5 separate regions of the Mus musculus genome follow, and all the other regions are linked to region 1. Evidence: chromatin contacts called from public ChIA-PET, HiChIP or PLAC-seq and promoter capture Hi-C data. All regions are on one chromosome and are shown on one strand. Each heading gives the region's core, a stretch centred on a gene start, on an enhancer-like site or on the middle of the called end of the contact. The rest is flanking DNA. Distances are from core to core; before and after follow the strand shown.

Region 1 (2,880 bases), core at 281-2,780:
CCCAGATACCAAATAAAGGTGTAAGATAGAACACACATACAAGGCTCCTGACCCATTCACTGTGGCACACAATAATAAAATTGGCAGGCCTGGTGAACAAGCATTGTACAGTAACCAGCACTATCCAGAACTTTCGATCCCTGTCTCTTGTCTTGAGGCCTGACATACCTCAGGCTTTACCAGACCAAAAAGCACCACATACCAGGACACAGCTCAGCTGCCTGGCTCAGTGTCTTTTTCACCCAACATAGACACTGGTTATCCCCACCTTGCCACTTCGACCTACCTGCCCATCAGAGTCATAGCCCCAGTTAGAGCTGCCTGCCAGAGCCACAGCCCGGGCATCTGTATCTCGGCGGGCTGCGCTCAGGACGAAATGCCATGCCCTGCTACTCCGTGTACGCCGGGCCATAGTGGAGAGAACCTGGAAAAAAATAACTGTAACTTTAAAGACATGTAATGTATCAATGTCCAAACAAGGCCCAAATCTACACCCCACAACTCTGCCCCCTGCCACTTCTACCTGGCAGCCTAAGCCATGGATCCACCAAAGGCTGGGGACTCCAAGCCCTCAACACTGAGCTCTGAGCTCCAGAAACTCCCACAAGCTCGTACCTGGCTCGAGTATCTGAGCACCTCAATCAAGCCCAGGGCGATGGTGTGAAACACAACCCAGACACCCATGACTTTGGATGTGTCCCAGCCCATCTCTGCATTCTGTTCAGGAGCTGTTGCCCCTCAGGCATTTGACACTTAACTTGCTCCTCCTCCGCGGTCCACTTTGGCAAATGGCATCCACAGCATCCAGTTCCTCATGCCAGAAACACCGCTGTCATCCACTCCTGACACCCCTCCTTGCCATTGGAGACCCCCACCGCTTCCTGCACCACACAACTCCCTCTCACCCATCCGGCTCTGCACACTACAAACTCAGTCTTTGATACAACCTTAAACTCACTGGCTTGACATCGTTCTTGGGACAAAATGAAAGGCTTTGAGAGGTCCGGATCTCCTCTCCCGAGTGGACTGTCTTTGTCTAATAGTCGACTCTGTCCTAGCTGCCTCCTGTCCCCCTGTAGACCCACTGTACTACCCTACCTCGCCCCGGCCATCCACAAAGAAGCCGGGCGGGGCCGCGCACAGCACTCCACAGCAGTTGGGTTGGCTGAGCGCCGTATAAGAACACACAGTAGGAACCCAATGAATGAACCAGAGATGTCCCTGGACGTAGCCACGCTCGGCCTCCGCGGGGCTGAAGGTTGCTTCCCTCGCCAAAGGCTCGCGGATCTCGCCACAGCGATGCCGTCCCTGACGCCTGACTCCGAGGCCCCCGCCCAGACTCCCGAGCGCCACCGCCAGGGAACAACGGGTGGCCGGCTTGACCGCCTGCAAGGTCAACCCGCCGGCCGCCGGGCCTGACCGGGCTGGGCCGGCGCGGCTCACCTGCGGCCAAAAAGCTCCCCCGGCGCTGACCCACTTTCCGTTCCGGCCGCGACGCAAACAATCCCCGCCCCCGCCCTGCATTGGCCCGGCAGCCGAAGGCGGGCTCTATGGCAGCTTCGCGCGGGGGCGGGTCTCGCGAGACAGGACTGCTGTCAAGAGGCTTGCACAAACTGTCAATCCTGAACCAAAGTTTCTATTGGCCCTCGCTAGAGCGGTCAAAAAAAAAAAAAACTTTCGCATGACCATTGGACAAATATAAGGAAGTGTGTCCGTGCCCGTGGCGTCATCATCAGTTGCCAGGATCGGGACCTCCTTGGGTGATCTGATTGGCTGGACGGTGAATGACTAACCTCTCAAAATGAGTAAGGGGCGGGCTCTTGTCACCATTGGTTCAAAGGCTGCGAAAGTTTGGAGAGGAAGCGGAAGAGAGCCGCGAAAAGCAACTAGTAGCGGAATGGAGGCTGCTGCCGGTGAGCGTGCAGGTCGGTCAAACGCGAGGGGTTGGGAAAGTCTGAAGGCGAACCGCGTGCAGGCCCACGCCAAAGCATCCCATGTCCCCTTGTTTACTGAGCTAGCCGAGTGTCGCGATGCACACATCGGCGGTTATATCTGCTCTAAGACCTCAGCCTCACGCCTTTCCGAGAATTGGGGGCCCTGCTTCCCTAGAACTGGAAGTCTCTAGTGTGGAGTCTGCGTTTGTGCGCGGGTGTCGCTTAGCTGTGATCATCTACTCTGTTAGTTTCCTCTGTGTCTGTTAAAATTAGCTGGCAGTTTGAAGTGAGCGTTCACGTGTGCACGTGCCTTCAGTTGCTCCACTTCAGACAGAAGTGAGGCTGAGACAGGTCTGGGGCTTCTAGAAGACCTACCCGCGTGCCTTTGTCTTTGTCGCTCTCTCAGACACCCCAACTCCTGTTTCTCACCAGAACCCGGGAACCTGGCCGGGGTGCGACACATCATCCTTGTTCTTTCTGGAAAGGGTGGCGTTGGGAAAAGCACCATCTCCACGGAGTTGGCCCTGGCTCTGCGCCACCAGGGCAAGAAGGTGAGGCCTGGACCAGGGTTGACACCTGTTTCATTGTTGTCCCTAGCTCCCAACAGGCTTGGCAGACTTCTTTCCACCCCTCAGCATCCTCCTCCTTGCAGGTGGGAATCCTAGATGTGGACCTGTGCGGTCCCAGCATACCACACATGCTCCGTGCACAAGGCAAGGCCGTGCACCAGTGTGACAATGGCTGGGTGCCTGTCTTTGTGGATCAGGAGCAGAGCATCTCCCTTATGTCTGTGGGGTTCCTGCTGGAAAACCCTGATGAGGCCGTGGTGTGGAGAGGTCCCAAGAAACATGGTAAGAACTTAGTGAGAAGCAGTGCTTCCTCCCTTCCTCCAACTCCTCAGTGCCTCTTTACTGAGGCCGCTTTCCCCCATCTCGTGCCTACTGCC
Region 2 (2,880 bases), core at 106-2,605, 870 kb before region 1:
TTCTGGGGAATAAGGGACAATGTTGCCTGGCTATAAAGGAAAACCAGGGTCAGCTCTCTCCATGGCTAGGTCCTATCTTAGAGTCCTAGACAGGGCCAGCAAGGCCTGGCATAGATTGGTGCTCAGCAGGTGTGTGGGTGATAATTGAGCAGGGGGTGCTGACGCTGATCACAGGCGATAACTGAGCAGTGGATGCTGATGCTGACCATAGGCAATAAGGGGTGGGCAGTGGATGCTGATCGATGCTGATCATAGATGGTAAGGGGTGGGGTACATTTGAACGACTCTCCTGTGTTCCTCCAGTCCTGGGACCCCATACCACAATGCCATGGAACTGCTGTGGGTTTTTCTGTTTCACACTGAGATGCGTCCTTTGTCCGAGACAAGTGGGTACCAGAATCTTGAATTCTACATAACTATAGGACAGTGGCTCCCATCTGCATCTCTTAGGATGTGGTGTGAAAGATGCAGATCCCAGGGCCTGATGCTGCTTGTAGAGGCTCTTAAGGAACTCACACTAAGGCTGATAGACAGGTTTTGATTGACATAAGGCTGGCTGCAGGCTTCATAGTCTCCTGGGTTGAGGGGAGACATTAAGACATGTTTCTTGCCTGGGCTCACCTATCCTACACATCGTCTCCTGGTACACAGTTTGCTCTACCTGCTCAGGGGCTTCTTAGTGCAGGAGCCTCCTGGCCTGTGAGGTCTCCCCAGACAATCCCTACTGCTGGGTTGTTCAGGTAACTCACATACGGGGGCATGAGAAGTCCATATTCTGAGCAATGGGGGGGGCCAAGAGAGACCTGAGATAAAGTCAGCTAGAATACAGTTCCACACATGTTGAGGAGGGGAACAGCTCCGCACTCACCCTGTCCACAGAGCCCCTGAGCCCCACCCCAGAGGGGACACTGGATTGCCTGGTACCCATTTATTTACCTGCTATCCTGATCACACCAGAGCTTGAAAAACTCTCATAGAAGCCATGTCACCCAAAGGGACTGATCTATGGAAGAGACATCACCCCCCTCTACAGCGTGGTCAGCCTGATGGGGCCATGTGTTTGTGCAAGTCACAGATACCTCCAGTCCCATGCCTCAGGCCCAGGGGTGGTCCTGCGTAATTCCCAGCCTGAACCACTCAGTGCTCCTGGTACAAACGGCGAACCCGTAACAACCGGAGCAGGAGATAGCCCTGTCTCTTTGTCCTATACTTCCAGTTCTGCCCTGCCCTGTGAGGCTGGAGGGTGAACTCAGCTGTCCACTGCGCCTCACAGCAGAGGTGCCCCACTGACTCAGACCCAGTGCCCCTCCCTATAGGAGGGCTGGTTTTCCTAGGGGCGGGCCTGGCAAGCGGTCAGTGTGGAGAGTCTGCCTAGTAGACACTACTGCAGGTGCTCACAGAAGTTGGACAGCTGCTTTCCCAGGCCCAAAAGCCCCTTCGTTGTCTCCAAACAGTGGTGTGGGTTGAGGGGTGGGACAAGTGGGGACCTCAGAGTCATTGTTATCCACAGACCATGGCCTTGCCAACAGCTCGACCCCTGCTGGGGTCCTGTGGAAGTCCCATCTGCAGCCGAAGCTTCCTACTGCTTCTCCTTAGTCTTGGTGAGTATGGGTTGGGCTGATCCCCAGGAAGTGGTTAAGGAACCTTCATGAGTTGGGAGCTTGCTTTCTCCTTGGGTCATTGCTAGGTGACCTGCGTTCCAGGAGGGTTAGGACTGAGAACAGTGAAAGGCCTGGAAAGTGGGGACACTCCGAGCAGGAATGATCCCTAGGCCTACAGAGCATAGGCTATGACACAATGGGGTGAGAGGCCTTAGCTCTCTCTACACCCAGTGGGCTGTGCAGAGGGCTGGGACCAGAGAGCAGCCCAGTTTTGCCCCGGCCTCTCTTGTAGCTTTGTACCCTCTGGCTCACAGGGTGGATACCACGTCTGCAGACCCAGACTACAAAGACAAGCCAGGTGAGGTCCTCTGAGGGAAACAGAAGGATTTTCTATTCTAGTCTTGGGGGTACGGAGTGATGTTTTCGGTACTTTACACATGAATACATACCATCCCTTAGTGTCACTTTTCAAAGAGGGCTGTGGGCAGAGTTGCTGATCCCAGAGAGTGGCAGAACCCAGGATGTAGCTGGGCCCTGAAAGGAGCTGAGTTGGAGACAGTGGAGCCCTTGGGTGTTAAGTCCCTGGCCCCAGAGGTAGCCAGACTCAGACAGTATCTGGACCTTGCTCTCAGACAGTTGAGACCAAGCTCTAAGGTAAAGAAGCTCCTATCTGCTTGGGAAATGTCAGTCAGACCTTGTTCCCTTAGGAGGCCACACTCCTCCATGCTGTGAACGGTGCCGCTGACTTTGCCAGGTGGGTTCAGTACCTTTGGGGGCGATCAGGAGCCCTTGTGGGCTGAGTGAACAAGTGCCAGACATCCAGGTTCCCAAATTCTCTGTCTTGTCTGATCTCTACCCACTCCCTCCTGACCTGGCTGGCTCAGAGTTAGGGGAAGGACTGTGTCCCAGGGCCCAAGTACCTTGTCCCTCAGGTTGTCACTTGTCCCAAAGAGGGTCATGAGAAGCCCAGGGTTATGAAGGAAGGGCTCTGGGCAGGCAGGCAGGCAGGCAGGCAGGCAGGCACTTCCAGAGGGACAGTGTTGGATTCAGATCCCAGCCCTGTCCCCAGTCTCCCCACAGGCCTCTTTCTTGGCCTCACATGTGAGGAGGTATCTGACCTGAGCATGGAACAAGCCAAGGGGCTGGCTATGGCTGTAAGACAGAAGAACATTACACTCCGGGGACATCAGGTCAGTCTCCCACTATGGTCCCCACCTATACTATGATGGTTTGAGGGAGATACATGGTGGCTAGGAGGTTTGTGACTAGTTTCTAGAAT
Region 3 (2,880 bases), core at 275-2,774, 830 kb before region 1:
CAGAGAGTGTGGGTCAGGCTCATAGGATGGTGCACTTGGCCTTCTCTACCCAAGGGTTGTTCTTCATCAGGTCTGGGTTCAGGAAGGGGTCCTTGGGGATTCCATCCTCAATCCACTTGAGAAGCCTGTGAGTGGGGAGTGTCAGTGAGTGTCGGTCATTCCCGTGGCACCTGCCTACTGGGGGTGTGAGGTCCTGGTTCACACAAGGGGCAGTGGCTGGGCAGGTAAATGACAGACATCATGGGGCACTCACTCGGGGATGGTCTTGGACGACATCTCCCTCTTGAAGGCCAGTTGGTACTTGAGGCTCTCTACCTCCTTCTTCATCTGGGGCACATCCCACTCCTCCATGGCGTCGGGGGCGTCGGTGGTAGCCAGCCTGAGGCTGGTGGGCAGGAGAAGCGAAAAGAGCTGGGTCTGCAGCCCCCACCCCCACGCCACCCTCAGCCCCAGGACAGAGGGAGATCCTGGGACCATACCACCCATTGGTCCTTCCTGAGGTCTGGAGTGATGTTGGCAAAGAGCCCGAAGAGGGCCACAGGGACCCACTAACAAGACCCCTGAGCCTTCTCTACCCAGTGGGGCTGATTAGCTGCAGAGCAAACTTTCCGTTCTTGGCTGGGCAAATGAGCCTGAGAAGGCCCAGCCCTGGATTGGGAGGACAGACTCATCCCTGCCTAGGGAGGTTAAAAGATGGACTTCTGAGTACCCAGGGCAGCCCCCACCCCCCTTCCAGACCCACTTCTAACTCAGACCCTGGGTGCTGCGATGAGAGCCCTGAGATGCTGGGTGCTGCCTGGCCCTCCTGGATGCCTGTTTTGCATGGGTAAAGAGGCTGAGAGGCCAAGTTAATCTCGGGGCTGGGAGGATTTGTCTGCAATTTGCATGTAGGGTGGGGTATGTGCAGAATGTCTGGGGACACAGGCCTTTCAGCAAGCCCAGGACTTGGGAGGTGGGTAGCCTTCCTGAGACCAGTGTTTTCAGATCCAGTCACTGACCTGACTAGGGAGAGCTGTCAGTTGGAGCACAACGGGCCTCCCTTTACCCCTCCCTAGCTAGTTGCACTCCAAAAGACCAAGTCTCTGGTTCTCCCTCCAATCACAGCTTCCACGACCTTGAGAGGGGTCTGGCACCGAGTACCAGACACATCCGGGCTAAGCTTCCATCCCGGGATACTGAGCTGAGCTGGCCTTGGGGAGAGCCTAGGACCCAGCCTTTAGAGTGGCCCATCCTAAAGAGGTCCTGGCAGGGCTCGCAAGGAACCAGTGAGAGGTTGGGTGGGCTAGTATTCCTGGTTGTGTGGGGCCACCTGCAGAGTACCTTTCCCAGAGACCCCCAAGTTACAGTGCCCCACCCTGCTAGGTTCTCCCGCGCCCCACACGCCGACAGGCACGTGGGCGGAGGATCAGCTGCGGGTCCTCCACAAATGGGAGCATCTGGGCTGGGGGCATGGCCCACCACTGGCCCTACCTGCGCTGCTGCCGCCGCCGGAGCCCGGCCGCCGGTGCACCCCGAGACGCCCCCGGCCAGGCGCACGGCGGCGCACACGGGCACTGCGGGCGGCGCGCACGGCGCAGGACAGACGCGCCCCCGTCGCGCAGCGATGGCTCCTGCGCCGCTGGACTCGATCTGTCGGCCGCCCCGCCCCTGAGGCCCGGAGGCAGTTGCCCTGGTCCCAGTAGTTAGAATTAGCCTAGGGGCCCCACCTGGTCAAGCCCTAGAGCCCTGGAGTCTGTTTCCCCCTCAGTGTGAGGTTTCTGTTCATCGGACTTACTTTTGGAGGAGACAGCAAAAGCAGAGATGACAAGGGCCGAGGGATCTGTGGAGTGAGGCTGGGCTGTCCGAGTCCGGGGAGCCCAGGCAGCCGCCCCGCCCACTCTTGCCACCTGGGGCCTTGGTACCGCCTTTACAGGGTTGGGCTGACCCCAAGAGCTCCCTGGGCTGCTCCTACAGCTTTGGCAGGTCTCCCCTGGGGTGGGACATGCAGCAGTGGGAGCTAGTCCCGTCTCTCCTGGGTCAGCTACAACTGCTGGCAACCCAGTTTGACAATCTTGTGATACTGGGACCAGAGCCCTAAACAGCAAAATATGCCCCACCCAACAAGGCTTCTCTGGTCAGGGCCCTCCTATGCAGGGCACTCCAATGCAGGCAGCTGAGAAGAGGGGGTGGGGGCAGAGCACTTCCCACTGTGGTCTTGCAGCCCACCTGGTGCAGGTGACCTTCAGTGTTGTCCACTTATGGGAGGCTGGGGGGCATCCCGCAGAATTCCACGACAAGAGCCTCACCTAGAAGGGGTTCAGGCCTCCCTCCATAGCACTCCCACCTTCTGGCGCCTTCCTCATTCCCAGGCAATGACTTCAAAAGAACCCACGGTTGGATAGTGCGTGGGGGCCTCGGGTGTGAAGGGTCACCCATCTCCAGCTTTGGGTAGATTAAAAGTTAGCTTAGGGGGTGAGTAGGTCAGTTTCTTAGCTGATGCTGGATGGCCTTTGGGTAGGGAGAAGAGTACTTCCTCAGCCACAGGATTTTGAGCCCTGTGCCCGGCGGCAGCCACCTCCCTATTTCTCAGAGACTCTGTAACGGGGGCAGGGGGCTAGCCCTGCCTTCAACTAACCAGAGCAGCGCCTCCCTTTCCCAGTGTTACTGTCAGAGGTACACCTCACCAACTCTTGTGGGAGCTGTGCTCTGGGGACCTTCATATGACGCAGGCTGCAACAGCAACCCGTGGGGGAGGGGCAAGCCTGTCCTGGGAGGCAGGGCCAGTACCTTGCTAAGTATTCTGGGTCCTCTGAGGGCTGGAGGTTTGTTGAGTGGCCCTTACCTAGACAACAGGATAGGTCAGAGTTAGAGGAACAGAAGGAGTTCAGAGCTCACCCTGCC
Region 4 (2,880 bases), core at 188-2,687, 640 kb after region 1:
ACACCTACCTAGGGATGGCACCACCAGAGGTGGTGAGAGGCTGAACCCTCTCAGTCATCAATCATACCAATCCCTCACAGACATGGCCACAGACCAGTCTGATATGGGCAATCACATAACTGAGTCTCCCTCAGATGACTCTAAGCAGTGTCAGGTTGTTAGCTGAAGGGCATTGGGAGACCCTTTATCAAAACCAACAAAACCCGCCTCCAATAAATAATAGAAACTGAAATTGAGTAGGATACAAAACAAGGTAGAGCAAAAAAAAAAAAAAAGACAACTGATCAACTGATGACTTTGTAACTCTGATTAACCAGGGGACCAGATAGATTGTTATGTATTCTGAAATGTGATGGACAGCGGGTTTGCTCATTGTTAGATTTAGTTTTTTTAATACCTTCCAGAGGCTACCAAAAGCAAATTCTGAAAACAGCACTTCTGTCCCAAGTAACAAAGTACAAAAGGAGGAAGATAAAAAAGTAACAAAGTAGCTGGGTGGTGGTGCCACATGCCTTTAATCACAGCACTCGGGAGGCAGAGGCAGGCGGATTTCTGAGTTCAAGGCCAGCCTGGTCTACAGAGTGAGTTGCAGGTCAGCCAGGGCTACACAGAGAAACCCTGTCTCGAAGAAAAGAAAAAGTAACAAATTGGAAAACAGTATAGTCTTCCGGAAAAGAGACAGTGTGAGGGTTCCCCATGGAGATCAGCAGCAATGGGGAGCAAATCCCAAGTCTTGCTCTAGGGTTCTCTAATATTCTGTGCTGTGAACAGCCATTCCCTATTAACTGTCTCAGACCCACTAGAGGTCTTGCTATCCAGCTTCCAGCACAGGTCAGATACAGTGAGCATGCTGGCTTCGGGGAGGGGATGAAGGCTGACCCAAGCTGTGGGGATAAGCCTGGGCCTATTCCTCGCTCTCCACCCTCAAGAGACCACTTGTCTTTTCTCGACAGATCATCTCATGAGAATACGGAACATGTACTCGAGTGAACACATCGCTCAGCAGACTGTGACTGTGGCTGTGGCTGCCCGGCATCGGAGCCCAGCTTCTGCAATTTCCACATCAGTGTTGGAGTTGGCGCCTCCAAATGCAGTCTCCTCGGCCGGAAGCTCGCGTGGGAGGGACAGGTAGTAAGCCACGACCAACTCCGGACGGTAGGACAAGTCTTGGAGGGAGAAGACCAGCCCTCTCTGCCTCCGGGCGGGCTTTTTAGGATAGCCCGCCGGCGCCAGCTGAACTCCTCCGTCCCCCGCCCAGCGGAGAAGGCGGGTCAACCACGAGCGATAAGCCAATAGACAGCCAGCGTTTGAATTCGCGTCCTGGTGTAGCCAATCACAAATGCCCAGAGCCTGCGGGGCAGGAGAGGCTAGTGATCTGGGGGGCGTAACTCTGTGGTCCTACCAGTAGGAGCTCCCGGCGCGTTTGAAAACGGGGCGGGGGTGGGGCCCGCGCCTGCGTGAGGCGCTCCGTGCACTTGCCCCAGGCGCGGGCGCGCTTGAGAGCGGTCTAAAGCGGCAGTGGAGGGAGCTCGGCGATGGGGAGCGGCGGTGGTGAGTGCTGGCGGGAGCCGGGTAGGCGATAGGTCATACGGAACGGAGGCCGGAGGAGCATGGACTCGGGCCCCTGTGACCCGGGAGTGCGCGTCGCATCCCCCAAAGCACGGGGTAGGCACGTATCCCCGACTGCGAGCCCGCCCGCGCGGTTTAAATGCCCGCCCGGCGCCTATGCCTCTCCTGTTACCCCAGGGCTATTTAGGTTCTCTACTTAGCAAACTACGATTTTACTTATCTGTGAAGTCGTGGGCAATCCACACGATATAGAGCGATCTCAGGCCCTGTCCGGACTCTTGTGGGCGGCTTGATCACCTGAGGGTTGGCTGAGGCCACAGGATCTGCCCCGTGAAAACGTCTCACGACCTGGGGGTGCGATTTCACTTGTTAGAGTGGTTAAACACTTCCAGACATGCTCTAGAGCACACGAGTCAAGAAACTGTTATGATAATATTCTTAGAATGTTTGGGAATTATAGCTCTCTGGGTATACATTTGGCCTTTGCTGTAAATTTGGTTTCCAATAAGACTCAGGTGAAGAGTTTGGGAGTGGACAGTCTCTTAGAGACCTCCTGATGGAAAGCCCGAGGTCAGCCACTTTTGCCTCAGTGTGAGGAGGAAAAATAGGTAGAAAGATAGGCGCATTTATAAGTAGGAAGGCAGGACCTTGGGGGGGGGGGGTAATGTGGGGGCCCTTTGTGAAATAGGGAAAAAAGCCATAGGCGTTGAATGAAGAATGAATTGCTGAAGTAAATATTGGAACAACCCACTGTGGAGGAGAAGAGCTCATCTGAAGAGCATGTCTGGGTCCAGTTGCTGTGTGCCTGAGTTCTCAACATGTGGGCGCGACTCCATTGGGGGGGTCACACGACCTTTTCACAGGAGTTGCAGATCAGACATCCTGCATATCAGATATTTACATTAAGATTCATAACCGTAGCAAAATTACAGTTATGAAGTAGCAATGAAGGTATTTTATGGTTGGGGGTCACTGCAGCATGAGGAACTGAGTGTATTAAAGGGTCCACGGTGCTAGGAAGGGGTGATTTTGCACTGTAAGCTGAGTGTGGAAGACCCCTCTGTTTGGGGACTGGGGAGCTCTCACCATCTGCCAAGCTGAGAGCTGCTCTGGGATGGATCTGGCCTCCATGTTCTACAGAACGGCCTGCTAATTTGAGTTCCCAGTCTATGCTATGCAAGTCCCTTGGTCAACCATATGCTGATAGTCACATGTTCAAATATAAACAATGTAAGCTGGCCATAGTGACTAATACTTAGAATGCAGTACTTGGCAGGTAGAGGTAGGGGAATCAGGAGTTCAAGGGTAACC
Region 5 (2,880 bases), core at 272-2,771, 540 kb after region 1:
GCCCGCAAAGCGCCTGAGGGCGGCGGCTGTCTGTCCACCTGCCAGGCCCGCACAATAGACCCCGTAACGACCCAGCGGTCTGTGCGGGTTCCTGCGAGCCCCGCGACCCCGCTATAGCGGGGACACACCCAGCATGAGGACGCCAAGACAGCTACACCTGCAGCAATACGAAGGGTCAGTCCGCGAGCCCGCAGGTCCCGGCGATAGGCAGGGGCTCGGAGGCCCCAGGTTGGGGCGCTGCCCGCTGGCAGAGTGGAGACCCGGGCAAGGACGGGAAATCTCAGAGCCCCGAGCTAGCGCGCGAGTGACAAGTCCTAGTGACACTCACCGACCCTCAGCGCCAGGGTGGCGGCGGTCTGCGCAGCTCTCTCGCCAGGTTCCCTCCCTTAGACTCCCGGTCCTGCTCCAGCCTTGCTGGGGCGGTTGCGGCCGAAGCTGACAACTGAGGCGGCGGGGCAGAGAGGAGGCGCCTGCGACAGGCGCGGGTGGAAGAACGCACCAGGAAGCTCCGGCTCCTGGAGGGGGTGGGGGGGCGCGTCGGAGCGCGCGTGCGCACTGGGCCGCCCCTGCAGGTGCCCCGGGTTTGCCCCCGGCCGGCTCAGCCTCGCCTAAGCTCTGGATTCAGCGTCTGCGCAGTGCCTGGCACATGTTGCCCAGCTCCGACAGAGGGCGCTCTGCGTAGCGCGTGCACCCCTCCCAGTTCAACATTCCGGATCGTGCGTCTGCGCAGTACTCCACGCAGGTCTCACCTCCAGTGGGCAAGCGCTTGTAGGGTGGGGTGAGCGTGCGTGATGGGTTGCCCCTGCGGGTTTTCTCCGCATCCGCCACTGATCGTGCAGCACGCCCTTGCTCGCGTCCAGCAAACAGTAGGCGTTAGTTTGGGGCTCTGAGCCCCGGGGTCGCTGGCCTGAAGCTCATCTCTGGACAAATGTGTTTCAAAGCAGTTGAGGCTGTAACATCAAGAATCTCACTTTCGCAGCGGGATTCAAGTTCCTCTTTCTCTTCAGGGCTCTCTCCCCATCTCACTCTTGTCACCAAGAGAAAGTGCTACTTTCTGCTCTCAGCAGGAGGAACCCAAGCCCTAGTGAGGTTAGGTCTAGGAACCTTTCAGAGGCGACAGCCCACAGCTAGGAAAGGGAAAGTCACGGTCCAGCCCAGCAGCACCACTAGGAGAATACAGTCAGGGTGGGAGGGGGTTCTCAGGGATCTGGGTCTCCTCAGGCAGAAGGCAGGGCGTCGGGGTCTCTTGGGCGGTAGAGTTTCCTCGGACAGGAGATTGGGGCGTTAGGATTTCTTCAGGCAGTAGACAGGCATGGAGGTGGGAGGGGGTTGTGGTTCCTTCAGACAGTAGGATGCGAACATCTGTGTGCCCTCGGCCCAGGCAGGAGGGAATGGCATTGGAATCACAGGTTGCTGCAGCTTGGGCATCCGCGCGGCTGGCCCGGGAGAAGCGGGGTTGAGCGTGGGCGTGGCCGTGTCGCGGGGCCAACAGTCGTCGAGGGCGATCCAGCGGGTCCTTCAGTGCCCGTGGCCACGGACAGGGTGCCTGCGGTGAGTGAGGCGCAGCCCTCCCCGGATTCCGGGCTGCGGACCAGACCTGCCTAGCCTTAAGGTAACCCTGGGATCGTGACTTCCGAATCAATGCCAGTTACACTGTGGTCATAACCTCTCGCTCTCTAGGGTCCTGTATGGCTAACCAGAAGATGGACTCCCTAAGAAAAGAGCCCTTGCCTGGTACATGGTCAGTTCCCTGGGGTCCTAGAACACCTTGTCCAGAAATGCTCTAGTCAAGTTTGCCGAATAAAGGGAGTCTCAAAGACCTGGCTTCAGGTCTTGAGTCCTTCACTAGTGTATTCAAGTCATTGTATTTTCCAGAATCTTAATTTCTCATTCCTAAAATTGAAATGGTAGTAATAGCGTATTCAAAGGTTGCGGTTCCCCCACAACCACCACTTTTTTTCCAAAGTGAAATGAGAAAAGTGCATGCTTAAGGGATTATCATCATGCCTGGCACTTAAATGGCAGTATGTGCCTGTTGTAACAAGCATGTAGCGGTGTGTGTTGGGGGAGATGGGGGGACAATTAAAGCAAGGTGGGGATTTGGATTATTGGTGTGCTGTAAACATCTCCAAAAGACTTTGTCCCCAAAGACTTTCTCTCCATCATCCTTCCAACCCAAAATGTCTCTCCCATTCTCTATTTCATGATAGGAGGTGTATGAATCTGGCTGACTGGAACTGGACGTTAAACTTAATCGCTTTTCTTTCAAAACAGTACTTGCCATTTTCAACTTAAATTCTTTAGTCCTTTCCAAACCTAAGCCTAGTTCTGCAGAACTAAATCTAGGAACAGAGCTGGGTGACTTAGAATTCCCTTAGGCAAAGGCGAGGTTGAGAGTATTCGTGATGCGTGTTCCTCAGAATCTCACAAAGTAGGTGTCTGGTGTCAAAGTCTCATTTTATTGTGTATTGAGGAGTACAGATGAAACTGGTAAAGGAAGTATTGAAACAGCCATCTAACACCAAATTCAAAGTCCTCAACAATGTATTGTTAGAACTGAATATATTGTTATTTGAAACTAATGTAAACACAATCACACGGAAATGTGTGTACATCATTGACTATGACAGTGAGTTATGTAGGCTTGTTCTATTAAATATCCAGGCAGCACAGAAACTGTAGCAACACTGCCATAGTGGTCTTTGTGTGAATCTCTATCTTGCTTCAAGTGTAGTTTGCATAGCTTTTAATCATCTAGAAGTTTTAGAGGTGTTTCATATAGATGATTAGTATATTCACAAATTTAAAATTTAGCAAGTATTATATAAATATATTCTTCAAATTTTAAAACAAAAGGCCACTTTTTTTATAACTGCCATC

The links. Promoter capture Hi-C pulls out the DNA fragments that hold promoters and counts their contacts. ChIA-PET counts read pairs in DNA pulled down with a chosen protein or histone mark. HiChIP or PLAC-seq counts read pairs in DNA pulled down with a chosen protein or histone mark.
Region 2: a FOXA1 HiChIP or PLAC-seq map of pancreatic cancer cells shows a contact between it and region 1. The contact joins the promoter of Msln here to the promoter of Spsb3 in region 1. A contact is called at or near these places in 1 of 39 promoter capture datasets (hippocampal neurons) and 4 of 115 datasets of contacts at active chromatin or transcription factors (astrocytes, bone marrow-derived macrophages, craniofacial prominence and 1 more).
Region 3: a promoter capture Hi-C map of embryonic stem cells shows a contact between it and region 1, with 4 times the contacts expected there. The contact joins the promoter of Gng13 here to the promoter of Spsb3 in region 1. A contact is called at or near these places in 6 of 39 promoter capture datasets (embryonic stem cells, hippocampal neurons and stem cell-derived epiblast-like cells), 4 of 484 Hi-C or Micro-C datasets (embryonic stem cells and muscle stem cells), 3 of 115 datasets of contacts at active chromatin or transcription factors (embryonic forebrain, embryonic stem cells and stem cell-derived neural progenitor cells) and 1 of 9 other capture datasets (embryonic stem cells).
Region 4: an RNA polymerase II ChIA-PET map of memory CD8 T cells shows a contact between it and region 1, with 9 read pairs. The contact joins the promoter of Ccnf here to the promoter of Spsb3 in region 1.
Region 5: a contact with region 1 is called in a promoter capture Hi-C map of liver, with 2.9 times the contacts expected there. The contact joins the promoter of Abca17 here to the promoter of Spsb3 in region 1. A contact is called at or near these places in 3 of 39 promoter capture datasets (liver and pre-B cells), 1 of 484 Hi-C or Micro-C datasets (embryonic stem cells) and 1 of 115 datasets of contacts at active chromatin or transcription factors (pancreatic cancer cells).

What each region holds. Positions count from the first base shown.
Region 1 is chr17:24,885,324-24,888,203 of GRCm38.p6, reverse strand. It overlaps Spsb3 (splA/ryanodine receptor domain and SOCS box containing 3), which reads right to left and starts at 1,530. Exons shown (of 7, transcript NM_001163751.1): 1 at 1,444-1,530; 2 at 287-424. The coding sequence starts at 1,524. It overlaps Nubp2 (nucleotide binding protein 2), which reads left to right and starts at 1,854. Exons shown (of 7, transcript NM_011956.3): 1 at 1,854-1,925; 2 at 2,367-2,485; 3 at 2,587-2,785. The coding sequence starts at 1,898.
Region 2 is chr17:25,752,853-25,755,732 of GRCm38.p6, reverse strand. Msln (mesothelin) reads left to right here and starts at 1,355. Exons shown (of 17, transcript NM_001356286.1): 1 at 1,355-1,390; 2 at 1,511-1,601; 3 at 1,916-1,959; 4 at 2,309-2,355; 5 at 2,671-2,791. The coding sequence starts at 1,514.
Region 3 is chr17:25,716,172-25,719,051 of GRCm38.p6, reverse strand. It overlaps Gng13 (guanine nucleotide binding protein (G protein), gamma 13), which reads right to left and starts at 1,524. Exons shown (of 3, transcript NM_001357782.1): 1 at 1,471-1,524; 2 at 254-385; 3 at 1-125. The coding sequence starts at 351. The coding sequence ends at 20. Chtf18 (CTF18, chromosome transmission fidelity factor 18) reads left to right here. Exons shown (of 22, transcript NM_145409.2): 22 at 1-22.
Region 4 is chr17:24,249,966-24,252,845 of GRCm38.p6, reverse strand. It overlaps Ccnf (cyclin F), which reads left to right and starts at 1,437. Exons shown (of 17, transcript NM_007634.4): 1 at 1,437-1,551. The coding sequence starts at 1,536.
Region 5 is chr17:24,349,700-24,352,579 of GRCm38.p6, reverse strand. It overlaps Abca17 (ATP-binding cassette, sub-family A (ABC1), member 17), which reads left to right and starts at 1,521. Exons shown (of 31, transcript NM_001031621.3): 1 at 1,521-1,612. Abca3 (ATP-binding cassette, sub-family A (ABC1), member 3) reads right to left here and starts at 557. Exons shown (of 33, transcript NM_013855.3): 1 at 329-557.